2 separate regions of the Triticum aestivum genome follow, and region 2 is linked to region 1. The links are chromatin contacts, called in public HiCAR-type maps. All regions are on one chromosome and are shown on one strand. The core of a region is the stretch at or near the end of the contact, and the rest is flanking DNA. Distances in the headings are between cores, read along the strand shown. Region 1 holds the start of LOC123085767. Region 2 holds the start of LOC123085771 (protein transport protein yos1).

Region 1 (7,432 bases), core at 1,356-3,855:
AACAAGAAACTATCCAAAGTAATGTACTAAAAAAACACATTCATGATTCATGACGCCGAAAAACAAAATCAGAACAGGATATGGCACAACTTCAAGAAGTACAGCCCATAGGCTTCATTTTATAAGAAATTGCACTTTTGCATTGAAATAACATCCTGATGAAAAATTATAAATGTGGCTTATTGAAATACATGAGACTACATCCTGGACTTGAGCTTCCATGTAAGATTGCTAAACATCAGGTTTTCCAACCCTCAAATCATCACCATGTAATCAAACTTGACTTGTGGCATATCTAGACGTCAATTCTTGAATCTGAACTTGCCTGGAAGAGCATTGCATGAATCTGAACCGAACTAGTGTTTTTCTTTTGTCACACCTCTTTCATCAACAACCTACACATTTGTAGTGTGTGCCTTTGCTGATAGCAAGCACATTATTATGGGTAGTCATCAAGTAGGCATCCGGTGCAAATTGCAGATACAAGACTGCTGTTAGGAAGCTAGGGTTCTGCCGGTTCTAGGACGGAGATTGTAGGGGAAAGATGGAGGAAGACGAGGTCGAGGGCGTGGCGGCCGGCGGCTGGGCGCCGTCCTTGCGTGGTGGAGAAGAGGCGGCGGCGGCGCAAGAGGCGGCTAGGGTTAGTTCTCCCGGCTCCCTAAGGGAAGCCGAGCAAATACTGATTGCTTCTTGCTTGATTAGATTGATACATCTCCTCTCCTTATATAGAGAGGAGGTTTACTTGACTCCTAAGCAAACGACCCTAATAACGATAAGATAATTGGGCTAAGTCCCTAGTAACGATAGAATAACTTGGGCCACAGCCCACTGGGCTAAGCCCCTAATATGCCGGTCATAACAACTGCACCGATGCGCTGTTTTGCCATTTGCAACAGGAAGCATACCAGCTTGCACTGCATGACATGATGCCAATGGCCACAGGCGGAGCTCCCGGTAGGGCGAGGCAGGGCGCCCGCCCTACCTTGATTCTGCGCAGAAGGATTTGTACACGTAGGCATACGTTGTCGCTGGCTGGTTCGTGTGTGGAGTCACGGTCGCTAGTGGTGCTCGTCGCTCGTGCAGCTTCAGTCCACGTTATTTCGGCCCATGACTTCCTGTTGCTGTTGCTGGGCTTCGTTCAATCAAGCCCATCCCGATCACTCAAGGCGCACGCACCACTACACACCACACTCTCTCAAAAAAAAAGGTACACCACGCCATCCCGAGAGCTATAAATTGATAGCTCTTGAACTAAACAAATGATCAAGAGCTAGCTATAAATTTGTACATTTTCATGTTGGGAATTTATGATGTAAATTTTGAGAGAATAGCTTCGCAATCTAGATTGCATTAAAGCTTCATTATCCATATGTTTTCAGGTCTACTTAAATATGCTCACGTCTTCATTGTATTTCAATTAGTTAAAATCACGTAAAACTATCAGAGTGTTATTATTGCGTACAGGCTATTTTCATATTGCATAAAAAATTTACTCGGCTTTAGGATCCGCCCCACCTTAAATTTTTTTCGTCCTCCGCCACTGCCAATGGCATATGGGCATTGGGCAAGGCAGGCAACTATAAATGAAGTGAGCACTTACTAGTCACAACACGTAAGTATTACCATGATTTATTTATTGTAATGTCCAGGGGCGCGTGGAAGTTAGCTATCCACGTGCCAGAACCATGAGGTGGTTTCGAGATCTTACGGGTTTCAGCTCTAGCCTACCCCAACTTGTTTGGGAGTAAAGGCTTAGTTGTTATTGTTGTTGTAATGTTCAGTGGGAGGGAGAATTTCCCCAGCTGAATTTCCATTGAAGGGGCTTATAGCCAGATAACTACAGAAGCGAGTGTTGCCGGGACTGCATGCATTGGCGTTTTAATATCCTTGGGGGACTCTGCTAATTAGCATTGCTCGAGCTTGCAACGATGCCTGGAGAGACAGCTGACTTACCTGATCCAGTTGCGGTCGGTGGAGACGAGCGCGACGGCGGGGCGCTTGAGCCGCTTGGCGACGTTGGGGAACCTGTCTAGAAACTTGGGCTCGATCACAAGCCAGAAGTCCTGCTCCTTGCTGCGCTCCTCGTAGAGCCGCAGCTTCTCCTGGAGCTGCTCCTGGAAGTGCTCTTCGTCGTCCAGCATGAACTTGGCGTTCGCCACCAGGAAGTAGTAGGTCCGCGACTTCTCCTCCTGCTGCACACAGAAAACACCACCACGTCGTCTCAAAACTGAGCAGGATACTCCACTTGCCCGGTGCCGCGAAATGCGAGGCACGGGAAGCGTGCGCCGATGCTTACTTTCTCGGAAGGCTCTGCGGAGCCTTGCCGGTCGGATACGGCGGTGGCGGCGCGGCGGAGGCTCTCGAAGCGCGTCGGCGGGCAGGAGACGGAGAGGGCTGGACGACTAGCGGGGGCGAACCCGGCGTGGGCGTGGGCGCGGTGGAGCGCGGCCCTGGACGGCGCGAGGGTCGCGCAGGGGCGGAGGGACAGCGTCGCCGGAGCCACCATTGGCTCGGTGGGGTCTAACTGAACTGAATCGTAGAGGATAGAGGAACGGAAGAAGATGGTACGGAGCAGAGAGCCTTATCTGGACAGCAACGGTACGCCAGTGAACTTCAGGGGTGAAATATGGGCCGGAGTACGCCGATGTGGACTTGTGGACTAGGATCTTCGGCCCATGGACTTCTGTTCCGCCGAGTTCCGGATCGCAGTGCCCTGAGCAAATAGTTAACGAGCGTTTTTTCGGGAGCCTCGCAACGATCAGCGCCACTTGGCACGCTCTCAGCCATTCCAGGGCCAGCCCTGGGGCATGGGCAGAGGGGCGGCGGCCCAGGACCCAGGCCGAAGGGGGCCCATGATGTGTATACATATAGAGTATAAGCAAAAAAATAGATAAGGAAAAAATTGTTTGGAAAAATAAATGAGATGTGCTTGGCCCATCAGGTAACTAGGTAGAAAGTCAAAAAAAAGGTAGCTAGGTAGAGATTAGCGAAGCATCAGCCACGACGGTCGCACAGCGCACGCGTATACATGTGAAACAAATCAATCGGAAGATCTGGCTTGTGCCTTCAATTGTCGGTTCGTCTTTCGTCGTATCGTCGGCCTGTCGCTCCGCCGCTAAGCACCTTGGCCGCTTGTTGTCGCTGCTGCGCGCGGCAGTCCGGCAGACTGTTGTTGCGCTGTGCGGCCGTGCCGGCAACCCGGCCATCCGGCAATAGGTTAATACGTTATACGTATGTGAGCGTCAGGACGGTACGTATCCACGACTCCTGATCCATTCATCGATCCTTCAATTTCAGTAGTTTCTTTACTAGGTATTCAACTATCCATCTGAAGTTTCAAACTTTTTATGTATACTCTTCTACATAGTATACATTCAACCATCCTAATCTTTAGTCATTCTATGTCCATATCTAGGGTTTAGCTCATCCGATCTATAAATTTCTAATTCTTTGTACTCTTTACTTTTATAATTTTAGGACACATCATGCTACGTTGCCTAAGAAGCTTTTTCGGATGATAACTCATCTGATGTTGATCTTGATAGTGCCCTTAATGACTTTGCATCAATGGAGCATTATTGTTGTCGACGGAGTGAGTTGAATTTGTTTCTTTTTTGAGGTAATCATGTCATTTTAGTTTTGTTTTGCTATCTTTTGAGTATTTCTGTCGTAATATGGCATTGTTCAATAATTATAATAGTCAAATTTCAAACTAAAGATGTGTGGTTGAAAGATTACTCTTATTATTGTCCAATATATATAAATATATATATATATATATATATATATATATGTTTATGTATCACACGCACACATACATATATATGATCTTACGATATAGGGGCCCATCTCGTCGAGTTTGCCTAGGGCCTCCCAAAACACAGGGCCGGCCCTGAGCCATTTGCCACATGTCGCGTTTTGGACGCTTCCTTCGGATTTTGTTTTTTATTTTTATTTTTCTGCACGCGTTTTCGGCTTTTTTCCGGGTTTTTTCGACGTTTTGGTTTTCCCCCGGTCTTTCTTAGCTTTTCGATCAAAAAAAATTCTGTGAAATTTTTTTTCGCGAAAAACGTGCTTTTTTTCTTTCGTGAAAGTCACGATTTTTCTTCCGCGAGAGGCACGGTTGTGCTTTAGCGAGAGTCACGGCCGTGCCTCTCGGAAACAAAAAAAATGCATTTTTTCTTTTTTTTCTTTCGCGAGAGTCACGGTTTTGCTTTCGCGAGAGGTACGGTTGTGCTTTCGCAAGAGTCACGGCCGTGCCTCTCGGAAAAACAAAATGCATTTTTTGTTTTTTTTTCGTTCGTGAGAGTCACGGTTTTGCTTCCGCGAGAGGCACGATTGTGCATACGCGAAAGTCACGGCCGTGCCTCTCGAAAAGGGAAAAAATACGCGTTTTTTGTTTATTTTTTCTTTCGCGAGAGTCACGGTTGTGACGCCCTCGATTCAATCGTACACTAATCATACACGCAAATGTGTACGATCAAGATCAAGGACTCACGGGAAGATATCACAACACAACTCTAGACACAAATTAAAATAATACAAGCTTTATATTACAAGCCAGGGGCCTCGAGGGCTCGAATACATCAGCTTGAATACAAACAAGTCAGCGGAAGCAACAATATCTGAGTACAGACAAGAGTTAAACAAGTTTGCCTTAAGAAGGCTAGCACAAAAGCAACATCGATCGAAAAGGCAAGGCCTCCTGCCTGGGAGCCTCCTAACTACTCTTGGTCGTCGGCGTCCGTCACGTGGTAGTAGGCACCCTCGGGGTAGCAGCAGTCGTCAAAGGCGGCATCTGGCTCCTGGACTCCACCATCTGGTTGCAACAACCAGAAAGAAGAAAGAAGGGGGAAAAGGGGGAGCAAAGCAACCGTGAATACTCATCCAAAGTACTCGCAAGCAAAGATCTACACTACATATGCAACATTATCAAAGGAAGGCTATATATGTGGACTGGGCTGCAGAAATGCCAGAATAGAGAGAAGGCCTAGTCCTATCGAAGACTAGCATCTTCTTGAACCCACCATCTTGCAGCAACAGGAGGGAGTAGAGTAGCATAAAGTAAGTAGCAGTGGTGTTATCAACCTCGGCCGGAGATCCTTTCTCGACTCCCTGCGAGAAAGCAATCCCAGAGCCATACTATCCAGTTATCATCACAATCAAATCCTCATCACCATCCAGTTCTCATCACAAGTATCCAGTTCTAGTTGTATCGATCGGGATACAACTCCAAGTGTCCGTTACCGTAGGACAGGCTATGCATAGATTAGTTCTTCCCTGCAGGGGTGCACCAACTTACCCACCACGCTCGATTGACTCCGGCCGGACACACTTTCCAGGGTCATGCCCGGCCTCGGCCAAACAATACGCCGCAACCCGACCTAGACTTAACAGAGAGGTCAGCACGCCGGACTAAACCTATGCCCCCAGGGGTCATGGGCCATCTCCCCGGAAACTCCTGCACGTTGCGTACGCGGCCGGTGAGCAGACCTAGCTACCTCCTTCAACAAGGCAGGCGCTTGCGCAGTCCAACCCGGCGCGCGCCACTCAGTCGCTGACGTCTATTAAGCTTTGGCTGATGTATACGACGCAGAACGCCCATACTATGCCCACGTGATGGTTAGTGCTATCAGGCCAGAGGCCCCTCGGATCAAATATCCAAATCGTAGTGGATTAGGAACGCGCGGTAACAAGCAGAGACTCACGAAAGAGGTGACCCCGTTGCCCCGTCTCGAGGACTTGCGGCAAGGGCTAAGAATGCCCGGCCACGCCTCGTAATTATCTCACGGGCACCTTCCAGGTCAACCCGTCTCCACATCACTTTCCAAGTAACAGTTGTAAAGTCCAAGTATCCGTGTGTCCAAACATCAAGAGGAAAACCCAAGGAATCACCCTCGGTGGGTTCCACTCAATGTAATCATCAAGGTGAACGTAGAGGAATCACCCTCGAGGTTCACACTTGAGGGGTTGCACGACAGAGTCGTATCGGAAGTGGTTAAAGAGGAAATCACCCTCGATGACCACGACCGAATAGCTACACTACAGGTTAACATCAGAAGTGCTGTAGAGGTCTCACCCTCGGCACTCGATAGTAACCCAGCAGTGTCGAGCAACTAAGGGGAAAGTGATGTGCGGTGCCGGGGCCTGGTCTTCAATCCCGTTGAACGGGTCTTCAATGATGAAGCAGGGGCAACAAGGACAAGGTGGGGGTCACTGATGGATCACTAACCAACCTATACTAAGCAGTTTAGGATAAGCAGGTAAGGTAACAATAAGCAGGTTACAAAAGCAGGCTATGCATCAGAATAGGAGCAAACAATAACAATAGCAAAATCTAATGCAAGCATGAGAGAATGGAATGGGCGATATCGGGATGATCAAAGGGGGGCTTGCCTGGTTGATCTGGCAAGGAGGGGTCGTTGTCGACGACGTAGTCGATCACCGGGGCATCAGCGGCCTCGGGGTCTACCGGAGAGAAGAGGGGGAAGAAACAGTAAATACATAGCAAACAGAGGTAACACTAAGCATGACATGACGATACGTAGCGCTAAGCGTGCTCTAACGCGGTCCTAGACGTTATAGGTGAAGGGGGAAATCAACCGGGAAGGTGTTCCCGGTTCCGGACCTGTGTCAGACAGATGACCGGAGGGGGAAAGTTCCATGTTCAGCATGCTAGGGGCATGTGACAGATGAACGGACCGCGTATTCGGATTCGTTGGATTTTTCTGAGCAACTTTCATATAGAAAACATTTTCATCCGAGTTACGGTTTATTTTCTATGATTATTCAAGATTAAAGCATTTCTGGAATTATTTAAAATAATAGAAAAGAAATATGATGTCAGCATGACGTATGAGTGACTTCAGCAGTCAACTGTCCGGTTGACTGGTCAAACTGACATGGGGACCCCCTGTCATAGACAGTGGGTTAAACAGAGCTCAAACTAATCTAAATTTAGTTAGTAAAACTACTGGGCCCACCTGTCAGTGTCTAGTTAACTAAACTAATTAGTTTTAATTATTAAAATGTTTTAATTAGAGGATTAAGAAGTGGGACCCGTACGTCAGTGGCACTGAGCGCCCAGTCAGCATAGTTGACCACGGTCAACGTGGTCAACTGGGTCCAGAGGCCCACAGGCAGCGACCCAGAGGCGGGCCCTGCCGGTGCCAGGTCAGCGCCCGCGCCGGAGCAACGCCGGCGAGGCCATCCGCGGCGGCCGAACGCCGGAGATGGCCGGAATCGCGCTACAGCGCATCACTTGGCACGCGGTTAGGTTCTTTCAAACGGGCTCTCGCCCGCGCATCGATCTGTCGCGGCGGTTTGGCCGAAAACGGCCGGAGACGGCGATGGCTAGCGGCGGAGCGGACGCCAGAGTTCGGCCGTTGGTGTCTACGGTGACGCAGGGCAAGTCAGGCGATGCGGGGAGCGG
Region 2 (7,450 bases), core at 349-2,848, 770 kb before region 1:
CTTCTGAAACATAAACATAACTGGACAAGAAAATACACTAACACATACATTATGACTTCCATCAGGCCCAGATGTGGCACTAGAATGTTAATGATATGCCATAAGTTTCTAAAGTAAATTTCAAGGTTCACTGGGAAAGATCCCTCCGTCGCAGGAATGCCCATATGAGCAAACCATCACTAGGAAATAAGGTGAGCAAAACTGAGAAATTCACACTGGGGGTATATGAACAACTAGGGAATTTCTGAAAATCACGCTAATTAACTGGGAACAATCCAGGGACTGCAAACCAGGGTTCCGTACCAGAGGGGCAGGCCTAACATGAAGCACAGGGCCCATTTTTTTCAAAAATAAACTGCTATTTGTAGTATCACTTCAGGGTAACTGAGATTGGTAACAATGAAGAAATATATGGTAGGACTCAATTGTTCACAGCATACAAAAAGGCTAGAGCAGACCGAATTACAATCCAGGCAAACTAGGGGTTCGCTTACCGGCAAAAGGAATCAAAATCAGATGGATGTTTGACTGGTGGTGGGGGTTTGAAGTTCCAAAAACAGGCTTATGGATTACGATGGGAATAAACTAAGGTAGCGAGAAGCCCTGACAAACTGTTTATTTTTTTCTGTTCGTTTCGGCTTATCGAATTCAAGCTTACTATCAGTCTTGAGTGTGCAAAGTGGTTAATACCCTAGACTTTGATGGTTGTTTTTTATTTACATCGTGGCCATATAGGCACACAAAACAGCAACCAAACCAGCAGCTTGCACTATCAGCGTATCTCGGGTCTTGCCGTTGTCATTCCTCTATATAAACTCAGCACAGATTTATAAATTAATAAAGGCATGGGCACTGATAATATTGACATCATTTGCATCATCAAAACAAAATAAAATATATGCACACATTATTCAGGAGGTTAACATATTGAATTGTTGTGATTGCATAACAATTTTTACTACCTACTGATTTCTTCTAATTTCCACAAGTTAGCAAACTCTTGGGACAGATCACACAGATCCATGGCAATCAAAACAATTACTAGCCCAATTGTTCACATAGATGCATGCTAATCACACAGATCCATAGGAGGAGAAGGAGATTCGGGACAGAGCATGTGCATCGCGGCTGTGGGCATGCGTGTGCGTGCGGGACAGGGGTGAACGCGCGTGCTCGCGCATGGTGCGTGTGGGTGCTCGCGCCTGTACAGGAGCGAGGGGAGCATCTCCCATGGCCACGGCGGCCATGGCAGGGAGCTCGGCTCCGAGCAAAACGCGCGCAGGAACGGCAGCACCCCGCCTAGCCGCCTGCTCACATCCGCATCGGCAGAAGCAGCAGGGCAAGGGGCAGAGAGAGATGAGGGATCCGAGAGGGATGGGGACAGATGGAAGAGGGATGGGAGGAGGAGAGTTCAACCTCTGCGCGGTGAGGATGCGCACCGGCGACGTGCTTGGTAGGCGACGGGGCGGCGAGATCCGTCCGCAGGAGAGAGGAGAGGAGTGAGGAGAGCGACGCGAATGCGGGTGTGAATCGACAGGGGGAGAAACCCTAGTCCTCTTGCTCGCGTGGCTGCAGGGACGAGGATCCTCTACCGTGCCCACTCTGCCGTGCCTTCTTACCCAGCGTACACATTGGTATTGGGCCTATGGGTCAGAAATTAGAACTAACCAGCCCAGCCGTTCATCTATGCACAGATATTCTCAAAAAAAAAATCTATGCACAGATTAACTAGAGCAATTACCTACTTATTGGTTCCTTGAACATGTCGGCGGAAGAAGGCTCCTGGAAAACCTTATGGAAGACGCCTGTCCCTTCCAAGATAAGAATGTTTCTATGGCGCTTGTCGAAGCATTCACTTCCAACAGAAGATGTGCACTCTCACAGGAAAATGACGGAAACTACGTGATGTGGACTATGCGGGGCAGAGGACTCGTGGAGGCATTCGCTTATCAATTGCACTGTCGCGAGATGCACATGGGCACTGGTGGACGAGGAGTTAGCGCAGCACCTGATAAGCACAACGGAACCGAACGCAAAGCAATGGCTTTTCACACTCATGGAAACCCTGCAGCACCACCAGTCCGTGCTCATCGCTGTAACGTTATGGGCAATATGGTCCTCTAGGCGCAAAGCAATACATGAGGGCATTTTTCATTCACCACAAGCGACTCATTTGTTTATCAAAAGATTTATATCTGAGCTTGACATGTCCAAGAAAAGTCGCCCAGCAGCGCATGCACCTTCCGCAAGAGGGCCAAGACGATCACCAAGAATACCGCCACCGGGTTTTGCAAAGATCCATGTGGACGCGGGAGTTCGTTCGGATAGAAGAGGAACACCGGCGACAGTCTGTAGGGATAGACAAGGGAATTTCTTAGCAAGTTCATCATTGGTGATCCAAGGTCTTGATGATCCAGCCACCCTTGAAGCGATCGCATGTCGTGAGGCACTGGCGTTAGCCGAGGACTTGCATCTACAGAGCTTCATTGTGGCATCGGACTCAAGACAGGTTATCTCAGATATCAACAAGAATGCTCGGGGGAGATATGGTGCAATCATTAGCGAGATTCGCCTTCAGGCAGAACAATTTCAATGTCTTTTTACTTTTGAGCGTAGGGAAGTAAATGTAGAAGCTCATAGTTTAGCTAAATTTTCTTTGTCTCTAGATCCGGGACGCCATTTCTGGTTTGGCCAATCCCATGATCTAAACTGTATCCCACATATTGTGGATTTTGATGAATAAAGACTAGTTCTACCCCTCAAAAAAAATTACCTACTTATTATTGTATAAAAAGTTAACTTTTAATTAGCAATACACATGAGCAACATTCTTTAATGAAAATGAACTCTTATTAGAAAAATGGTTTTGCTAAATCTCAGTCATATTCTACGCGGAGCGATTTTTAATATTTACGCCGTTATGAGCACCTATAAGAGACACGTGAACACATTTACGCCCGCCCGACTGACGTGCAACTGTAATTACGTGCTATCCATGGACATGTAAATGCGGCCGCATGAATCCCCGGATATGGATTTTGGTCAACAGGATATTCGACGGATATGGTAGCGGATACGGTATCAATAATATCCGACGGATGTGGATTATCCGGGCTTTTTGCGAATTATCTGAAGTTATCAAATAGGATTATCCAATAGATTTAGCCCAAACAACAAGTAGCGGTCTATTTTTTGATAGGCCACTCCGCGAGCAAGGAGCGTCGCGAGGAGAAACAAAAAGGCACAAAAATAAAAATAAAAGGACCAATCCAACTGACAAAACAATAATAAGTAATAAAAATTAGGAAAAGGAAAATATAAAATACAAATTCCGCTCCGTGTAATATATGACTGAGATACAAAATTCGTGTTTTTAGATAATAATATTTTTTGGGGAAAATAATAATAGTTAATTACTTTTTTCAGAAATGTAATAGTTAATTAGTTAATGTGCAGGGGTGTGATGCATCCATTTTTTTAGCGGTGTGTGATGTATCAGGTTTGCTAGGCTGGTTGGATTCTGGCCTATATCTTCTTTTTTTCGGGATATTCTGGCCCATACCAGTGCGTACCCCTGGGTAGGAAGAAGGCACGGCAGAGTACCATGCCGCTGGGCACGGTAGAGGAGCCGGATCCTGGCTGCAGGCGTTTTTTTACACAACCTTACAAACTTTATTATCGTTTACAGGATGAAGAGAAGATCTTTCGTTGGCCTAACTAAAACATGATGAACAGCTCCTAATAAAAAATCGTGTTTTATGAGATTGTGAGTCTCTACGTTCGAGATTTTAAATTCATGACTAAAGATGCTGAAAGCAAAATCTAATGATGTAACTTTGATTTCTATGATAACAGGTCCATACGTAACTGAGCTCCTGTTCTTAATTTCCTCCACAATCAACTTGCAGTCCGAAGAGACGAAGATATGATGGGCATAAAGGTCATGTGCAAGAGCTAATGCTTCCCTGATGGCTAGAACCTCAAGTATAGAAGGATCAACCATGTGTGGAAAGATCTCACAATAAAAAAATGTGTGGAAAGAACAACATAGACGCGCCCATGAACGTTCCCCCTAGTCTCGGCATATTGCATCGACCGCGCCGAAAACTCCATGTCTTGATATCGCTGCATCAACATTAATTTTCACGTGATTTGCCGACAGAGGGATCCGCTGGCTCGGACTTGGTACTCGAGCTCACCGTGTGCTTATGTGGAAATTCAATATTTGACAAGAAAGACATAACAAAACCGTGGGTAGTTAACGGGCTTTGAAATATGTCCTCATGAATCCTTCATTCGGGAGCTCCGTATCGCCCATAATGCGAAGATCAATTGTGTAAACTACTCCTTCAACAATGTGTCATTTCTAGCAAATAGCCACTCCTTTGCATTGGGTTTGGTGTTTTTGGCACATATGTTCGACCATTTGCTCATCTGAGAGGGCCCGAACACTTCTCGACATGCTACACTCAAGTAAAGTGTGCCTCGAGCTGTCCGCTTCTCCACACAACGCACATACACGTGAAGTAGCCATGTTGCGATGATCAAGCAAGTCGTCGGCCGGGAGAGACTGTCGGGCCAATCTCCAAGAAAATACTTCTAGTTTAGAAGGAACACATGTCCTCCAAATTGGCACCCGGTCGTTCGAGTTTTGCTACCTGTTGGAGATGCCATGATGTGCCTCCAGCATTGTTCACATAGGTTTTGTAAGTGCATCTAGTGCCCCTTAGTGATTTTGGTGTATTGAAGACTTATAGGTTAAGGGACTAATGCGTTTATGAGTATACACAGGTCTATAAGTCTATGAGGAGTTTGATATTTACGATGAAAGTTGATCCCTAAAAATGAATGTCTTCAGCTGAAGACTTTGGTTTTCTTGAAGACTTTGAAAGTGAAGAAATTGGTGTGACTGTGAAGACTTGATATTCACGCGAGGATTATGAAGCGTGAAGACTTTTATTTTCGTAGTTTCATTTTCTCTTTCTTGAGTCATAGGAAACACCGTACTGTTAAAGGGGGTCGAGGTAAAACTAAGAAAAAGTTTCCAAGTGATGCTCATTTCAAAATCCTACACCTACCCAATCATTTCGAGTGAAGCCATTAGAAATCTCATACAGTTCAGTCAATTTCTTCAGTGACAAAGACGAAGATCTTCTGTTTTCTGAGGAATTTGTTCTGACCGAGGAGTTAGGAATTCGCCAGTGCGGATTGCCTACAAGTGAGGAACATGATAGCCCTGAGGAATTCGATACTCAAATATCCGACCGTTGCTGTGCTATGCGCCAGCTGTCCCAAAATATCTACCCACCTAACGGTCATATCATTGAAGGGCATTTATGTCTTATCATGTCAGGCTGCTCCCCAGGCTATAAATAGCCGCCCCCCTACAACCACTAGTTGGTTGGCTGCTCCGCGAGAAACTGACACTTGTCATTGAGAGCATCCCATCCTTTGAGGACTTTGAGCGAAAATCATCAAGTGAGGAAAAACCCAAACCCAAACCCCTACAAACCCAAAGTGATTGAGCATCACTGAAGAGATTGTTCCTGTGTGGAACCGACACTTGTTACTTTTGAGGACTGTGCATCCTCCAGACGGTTAGGCGTCATGGTCTAGAGCATCCAAGAGGAAATTGTGGATCACCGAGTGACCGAGTTTGTGAAGGTTTGGAAGTCACCTGAAGACTTACCACGAGTGATTGGGCGAAGTTTGTGTGACCTTAGCTCAAGGAGAATACGGTGAGGACTGTGTGTTCAGGACTATGTGTCTTCAGGTTTAAATACCTAGCTGCTCTAACCAGACGTATGTAACACCCACGATGCGGCTATATCTCCCACGTGTCGGAGCACGACTTAGAGGCATAACCGCATAGTAGGCATGTCGCAAGAGGGGTAATATTTACACATCCCATGTACTGAATAAGAAAGAGATAAAGAGTTGGCTTACAATCGCAACTTCACACAATACATAAATATAGCATTACATCATCCAGAATACAATCAAGGTCCGACTACGGAACCAAAATAAAGACAACCCCAAATGCAAAAGATCCTCGATCACCCCAACTGGGCTCCACTACTGATCGTCTGGAAAGGAAACATAGTAACATCCAGAATCCTCGTCGAACTCCCACTTGAGTTCGGTCGCATTCCCTGCACTGGCATCGTCGGCACCTGCATCTGGTTTTGGAAGTAATTTGTGAGTCACGGGGACTCAGCAATCTCACACCCTCGCGATCAAGACTATTTAAGTTTATGGGTAGGAAAGGCAGTGAGGTGGAGCTGCAGCAAGCACTAGCATATATGGAGGCTAACTTACGCAAAAGAGAGCGAGAAGAGAAGCAAGGCACGGTCATGAAACTATAATGACCAAGAAGTGATCCTGAAACTACTTACTTTCAAGCATAACACGAGACCGTGTTCTCTTCCCGTACTTCACCGAAAAGAGACCATCACGGCTACACACGCTGTTGATTCATTTTAATTAAGTTAAGTGTCAGGTTTTCTACAACCGAATATTAACAAATTCCCATCTGCCCATAACCGTGGGCACGACTTTTGAAAGTTCAAATCCATGCAGGGGTGTCCCAACTTAGCCCATCACAAGCTCTCACGGTCAACGAAGGATATTCCTTCTCCCAGGAAGACCCGATCAGACTCGGAATCCCGGCTACAAGACATCCAACTTGAACCTCATCTGTTGGAAATTATGGGAGTCTCATTATCAACAACCTAGAAAGTATTGGACAGAGCAAGACGATATTACTAGTTTCCATACATAACCATACTTACAGATAAATGGTCGAGGAAGATGTTGAACTGGGTTTCGTCTTTGTCATTCCTGTACTGAATCCATGTTGGGAGGATACGTACATGACACCTAACAACAACCGCTGCCTCTGATACTAACTTGGCTGACTCTGTAGTATCATGTGGCCTTTTTAAACCTGTCTCAAAACAGATCTCCATTCTTCCTCCTCTAGATTTAGTTAACCTATCGATCATTATCCCTAATGTTTGTTTCCTCTTGCGCCTAGGTGCTAGTCCAACAACAAACATAGGAAGTGTTAGTATACATCAAATGTGAGACTACATATAAAGAAGCATGCAACTGTAACTTGACTCCAGCAACTACCTTCTTGCTGTTGAAGCTCACAAGGTTCATCTGATATTGCCAACTCATCTTGTGTCAAGAGTGCTTGGGAAGTAGTGTCAGGTGGCAAGGGAGCTTGGGAACGTGCTGCTAGCTCAGTTGACGCACGAGTACGTCGTGCGGCTGGTAGTACTGTGGTAGGTGTTGCAAGAACTAGGGCTGTCTCTGCTTGTTTGGTGGCAGCTATTTGTTTCTGTTTGTCTTTTTTTGCAACTCATGTAGCATGGGATGCCGTGTTTGTAGAATTTTCTGCTGGACTTTGACCTTCTATTGCACCATCAGTACCAGCAGAATCTGC

What was found. HiCAR-type assays count read pairs that join an accessible place to other places.
Region 2: a contact with region 1 is called in a HiCAR-type map of leaf, with 9 times the contacts expected there. The contact joins the promoter of LOC123085771 here to the promoter of LOC123085767 in region 1. A contact is called at or near these places in 3 of 5 Hi-C or Micro-C datasets (all in leaf) and 1 of 1 datasets of contacts at active chromatin or transcription factors (leaf).

What each region holds. Positions count from the first base shown.
Region 1 is chr4A:177,375,601-177,383,032 of IWGSC CS RefSeq v2.1, reverse strand. It overlaps LOC123085767, which reads right to left and starts at 2,605. Exons shown (of 3, transcript XM_044507469.1): 1 at 2,297-2,605; 2 at 1,954-2,189. The coding sequence starts at 2,506.
Region 2 is chr4A:178,140,279-178,147,728 of IWGSC CS RefSeq v2.1, reverse strand. LOC123085771 (protein transport protein yos1) reads right to left here and starts at 1,598. Exons shown (of 2, transcript XM_044507474.1): 1 at 1,417-1,598.